2 separate regions of the Hordeum vulgare genome follow, and region 2 is linked to region 1. The links are chromatin contacts, called in public Hi-C maps. All regions are on one chromosome and are shown on one strand. The core of a region is the stretch at or near the end of the contact, and the rest is flanking DNA. Distances in the headings are between cores, read along the strand shown.

Region 1 (2,700 bases), core at 27-2,526:
CCGACTCAGCACGAGGAGCCTCAACAACTTTGCCGAGAACGTCCTCCAATGCCTGCGGTTATAAGGCCATCTCCACCCCACGACCTCATTCTTTCCACATGCGTTCGTTTTGGGTAAAACGAACGAGGCAAACGGCTCAGCACGCGAAAGCAAACGGGCTTTCGTCCGTTTTGTATCCGCTTTCGATCCATCCCCGGCCCAACTTTGTGTTGATTTTGAATGAAACGGACAACGCGCGGACGGGCGGGTCGCACGCGCTTGTCCGCCCTTGCCCCGCGTGTCGGTGGCACAAAGGACCCCCCCCCCCCCCCCCCCGCCTCCCTTTTGGCGCCATTTCCCCCCAAACCGTCCCACGTCCCGCCGTCCCCCTCTCTCCCCCGTCCATGGCCGATGCCCAGCCGAATTCCGACGGCCCGACCGTCGACCCGCCCGGAATGGTCAAAAAGAAGAAGGCCAAGGCACCAAGGAAGCCGCGGGCGGAGTGCACGCCGGAGGAGATCGTCAAGTTGGACGCGGAATCGGCGAAGAGGAGAAACCAGAGGGCGGTCATGAAAGACAACGCCGCCACGCGCAAGTTCGCTGCCGAGCGTGGTACGATGGAGGCCGCGCGGCGCAAGGCCGAGGTCGAGGAGAAGGAGGTCATCATCAACAAAGCGCACGTCCTCCTCATGCTTGGCATTTGTCGTCCGGTCGGTTTCTCTGCGGCGGCCATCGGCCCGGCGAGCACAGGCTTGTCGGTCGCCCGGTCTCCGCACTGCCAGTCGCGGACCACTGGTTGACTGTGTTGTCGGCGAACAAAACTATTTATTTTGGAGGCTGGCTGTGTTGCCAGTCGCTGGCTTTGTTGACGACGAGGACGTGTAGGCCGCTGGCTGTGTTGTCGGCATGAACTAGGACCGTTGGCGTGAACTAGGCCGCTGGTATTTGAAAAGTTGTTTTTTTTAAGGCGGACAAGTTGAGGCCAAATGATGCGGTCGTGTGCTGGACGCACGACCACCGCATCGCAGAACAGGCCCGAATATGACTCCATCGTCTTACCTAAACGGACAGAATCCGGACAAAATGGACGTATGTTTGGAATCGCACGGTAAAGTTGGCCTAAAAAAAAAGACACAAAGCTGCCGATCTACCCGTAGACGATGACCAGTCAGCTTATCTTTTCTTACGCCTTTCGCCTTTTGTTTTTCTCTCTTGAATAACATAAGCTCTCCCTGATGCTGCTGATCCTATAATAAGTAACTCTTTTTTCCTCTGAGTCCTACTGTCTTTTCCCCTAAAAAAAAATACATACTCCTGCTCTGCCAGTGCCAATCACCCTCCGTCCTCCCTCCTGGACTCCTGGCTCCCTCCTAGTTAAACCACCTCCGTTCTGTCCCGGTCCACCTCCTCTGCAGCTGCAGCTGCAACTGCAATTGCAAGCTCCTCCACGCTGGCCATGGCGTCCACGGCTCCTCCGCGGGAGGACCTCATCACGGAGGACGACGAGCAGCGGCCGCCCCTCACGCGGCCCCTTCTCCACCGCAGCGCCACCAACAACATCTCCCAGGTGGCCATGGTCGGCTCCAAGGCCTGCCCCATCGAGAGCCTCGACTACGAGTAAGCAGTCAACCCCAACCTCCCGCTGTGTTCATCACCCTCTCTACTGGACTAGACCACCTCTTCATGCTTCCATGTCGGAGTTCTCCATTGATATATCCAGCTAGTCGCCTCCTGAGCTCGTGGCCTGTCATTCTGGCTCTCATCCCCTTCCGTTGATTTGGTTCAATTGCGTGCGCGGCTTGTCTTCAAGAACCGGCCCAGCATCTATCTACCTTGGATCTCTTCATCGGATGGATCCAATCGTGCTCTCAACAACCTCTCTTGTTTTGTGCCCCCAGTTGTTGGATTGACATGTGTGATGTTCTGTGTCCTGTGTGGTTCCTCTTGTCTTATCATCAAGAATCTAGCGCGCCTCTCTCCTTTTGTTTTCCTCCGTTGGGGTTGGGTCACGGTCCATAGCCCATACTCTTTGCTCCACCTGGCATTTTCGTCTACCTGCCAAGCTTCCTGCTGAACATAAATGGCGTTGCAGGATCATCGAGAACGACCTGTTCGACCAGAACTGGAGGACGAGGGCCAAGGCGGACCAGGTGCGGTACGTGGTGCTCAAATGGACCTTCTGCTTCGCCATCGGCGTCATCACCGGCGTCGTCGGCTTCCTCATCAACCTCGCCGTCGAGAACGTCGCCGGATTCAAGCACGCCGCCGTCTCCTCCCTCATGGAGTCCAGCAGGTATAAATAAATGTAATAATAGTTCTTGTGTGTTTTTGCAGAGCATGTTCTTCTTCTGTATGCATGTTTGTTTGTCTGCCTGTCTCTACTGTGGGCAATAATATTCCATTCAGGTTCGATCACCATGTGTCTGTCTGACGGACTGACGGACTGACTCTCCGAGATCTCGCTTGCTCTGCAGCTACTGGACGGCCTTCTGGGTGTTCGCCGGCGCGAACCTGGCGCTGCTGCTGCTCGCGACGGCGATCACGGCATCGGTGTCGCCGGCGGCCGGCGGGTCGGGGATCCCGGAGGTGAAGGCCTACCTCAACGGCGTGGACGCCCCCAACATCTTCTCGCTCAGGACCCTCGCTGTCAAGGTGCGTGGTCCACAGACCCTCGACACCCTCATCCATCTCTTCAATTCGTCCACGGGACGAGCGCATGAT
Region 2 (2,700 bases), core at 23-2,522, 260 kb after region 1:
CCGGGCATCTAATGGGTTCAGAGAGGATCGAAAGTGGAGTGAACGGAGAGGGGACTGAAGTGGGGTTCGGATTGACTACGGTCTAGGGTTTTTTGGATGGGGATATTTGTGGGGCACGTGTGGGCCAGGGTGGGCCAAACCTACGTGTCGGACGCGTCCGGACCGCCCCATATTTGCTTCATATTTTGGCTGGATATGAGGTCCGTCGGACAGCTCGGACATTTAAGAATGTTTTAAGGCGCCCGTTTGGATCGATTTTTCACGACCGATCAGTGACCGAGCCGTCCGCCCGGGCCTTTGGGGACGGTTTGGGATGCCGAGTGTAGATGATGTGACGTAATCAATGAAGATTGAATAGGCTCCAACTTTTTGAATCTCATCCGCATATTCGTTTTTTTTTTAAATTCCCAAGTTCTTTTGGATTTCGTATATTGAAATCCATTGAACTTCCTTGAGATTAGATTTAAATTTTTGTTTAAAATTAGGTCAAATCAAACACGAGATTCGGAGATTACAAGTGTTACTGAACCAACTACAAAAATAGGAAAACTTCACCGAAATTCCGATGAACGCGCAAGAACGTCAAAGTTTGACAGGACCTCATAACTCAAATCTTAGACTATCGTGTATACATTTCACTGTCAAAAGTGATAGCTGGCCATGAAAACATTTAGATTTAGTAAAACACCGTCTACCGCGTCGTAGTCTTATTTTTCTACAACAATTTAAGCGCGTCACATGTGTGACATGTGTGCCGTCCATTCTAGATGTGTTCGATCCAAGTTGCCACAGCCATGCCCACGAGCCACCATCACAGCCTCCGCTGACCCCCCCCGTTTGATACAATTACCCACCCATCACACAAGCTCAAATTTTAATGGCTCCTTCGTTTGAAGGTTAGTACAACTTTATACTAAAATAGTATAAAGTTACTTACACTTATTTTGAAACGGAGGGAGTAACATGCAAAACTCGTGGTAATCTGACTGTATTTGCAGGAGTAGAAAAGAAGAAACGAGAGAGAGATAGTTAAATCGTCGGCGGTACGGGGAAGGCACGCACGCACGCGGCTGGGTCCGACCTCCGACGAGGCAGCTAAGCTAATCAAATCGCTTAACCCTGAAGAAACCCCGGAAAAGTTGAACGGCCAGCCCAGCCTAGAAGAAGGGGTCTCCACGCGGTGGGCGGAAACATTTCGAGGACCGATCCGCAAAAAGTCCACCCACCAAATTTTGATTTCTCTTTTTCTTTTACCACCCCCCATTGCCCCTCCTCCCACTCCACCAAAGCGAAACCGACCTTTCCCCCCTCCCCCTCCCCCCAGCAGCCTCGCCGAGATCCAATCCGGCAGCCCACCCTCCCACCTCCCCCACCCCCACCGGCGGCGAGCGAGGGCGGAGAGGCGGGGAAGCGAGCGAGCGAGGGAGGAGCGGGCGGGAGGAGCCATGGGGCAGCAGTCGCTCATCTACGCGTTCGTGGCCCGCGGCACGGTGGTGCTGGCCGAGTACACCGAGTTCACCGGCAACTTCACCACCATCGCCTCCCAGTGCCTCGTCAAGCTCCCGGCCAGCAACAACAAGTTCACCTACAACTGCGACGGCCACACCTTCAACTACCTCGTCGAGGACGGCTTCAGTGAGTCCCGCCCCCTCCCCTCCTCCCTTCCCCTCCCGATCCTTGCTTCCCCTCCCTTCGCTTCGTCGCCGGCGTGATCTGATCCGCGTGGATCTGGTGCGCCGCGCGCTCGATTCGGCCTTCCTGCGCGCAGATCTCGCGGATTTGCCGGATTTGCGGCCGGGTCGTTTCGATTGCTGCTGGCAGGCGATCGCCTTGTTGCTGCGCGGAGCTCGTGCGGGAGGTTGTTGCTCCCGTGGTTTTGTTCTACGCTTCTGCTAGTTGCTCCCGTAGTTTGTCGCGCGTTGGGTATTGGTCAATTCCAGTTTGGTTATGCTTACTGTGCGTGGTCAATATTGTGGCACGCGGTCAATACTGTCGTTGCTCCTCTTATCCCACACCTACTGGGCGATGGTTTTAAGAGTTGCAATGGCCGACATCAGCAGTAAACCAATTTAGTGCCGGCTCTGGATATCGGTGCTATTTATAGTAGAGGACAGGCTCTTAGTTGCCGGCTTGCTAGGCATGTGTATCAAATGCCAGCACATATTTATGCTGATTTGGCGGTTCATTTGTTGCTTCCATGCCGTGATGTCTATTTATAGTAGAAAGGTAGATGATTCATTGTGCTGGATTGGTAGAAGCCTAGAGCCGTGTAGCAAATGCCAGCTTGTATTTATGCATGGTATAGGTTTCCGAATAAGCACTACCCCTTAGTCTATTACAAAAAGTATAATATAGCTGTATCAACATATCCGTGTTCTCTAATGGGTGTGATTGCCATTTACTAACTATTTTCATACCCTTAATCTGTTTGAAGAGTAAGTGGATAGGTCATTGGTTAGAAGATGTTCTCACCAGTGATAAATTAAATCAATGAACATAGGTGATTGGTATGTTTCAGCCTTCTATTTATGACAGCTGATCACGTTATGATGGTGCATCTAAGTTGGTATAAGCGTTTCATGGATAATATTTCTACAACCGCAAAACTATTCAAGCATTGTTCTGCAAGCACCATAAGAATTAATATTCCCTTGCGCGGTCTTTATGCATAATCAAATCATTTAGATGATCCTCTTTGAT

Evidence for each region. Hi-C and Micro-C count contacts between places; a contact is called where the count stands out from the background.
Region 2: a contact with region 1 is called in a Hi-C map of leaf, with 4 times the contacts expected there. The contact joins the promoter of LOC123452800 here to the promoter of LOC123452796 in region 1. A contact is called at or near these places in 4 of 6 Hi-C or Micro-C datasets (leaf and seedling).

What each region holds. Positions count from the first base shown.
Region 1 is chr5H:551,088,884-551,091,583 of MorexV3_pseudomolecules_assembly, forward strand. LOC123452796 (putative chloride channel-like protein CLC-g) reads left to right here and starts at 1,277. Exons shown (of 6, transcript XM_045129513.1): 1 at 1,277-1,596; 2 at 2,072-2,272; 3 at 2,454-2,631. The coding sequence starts at 1,436.
Region 2 is chr5H:551,345,097-551,347,796 of MorexV3_pseudomolecules_assembly, forward strand. It overlaps LOC123452800 (vesicle-associated membrane protein 721), which reads left to right and starts at 1,273. Exons shown (of 5, transcript XM_045129518.1): 1 at 1,273-1,635. The coding sequence starts at 1,446.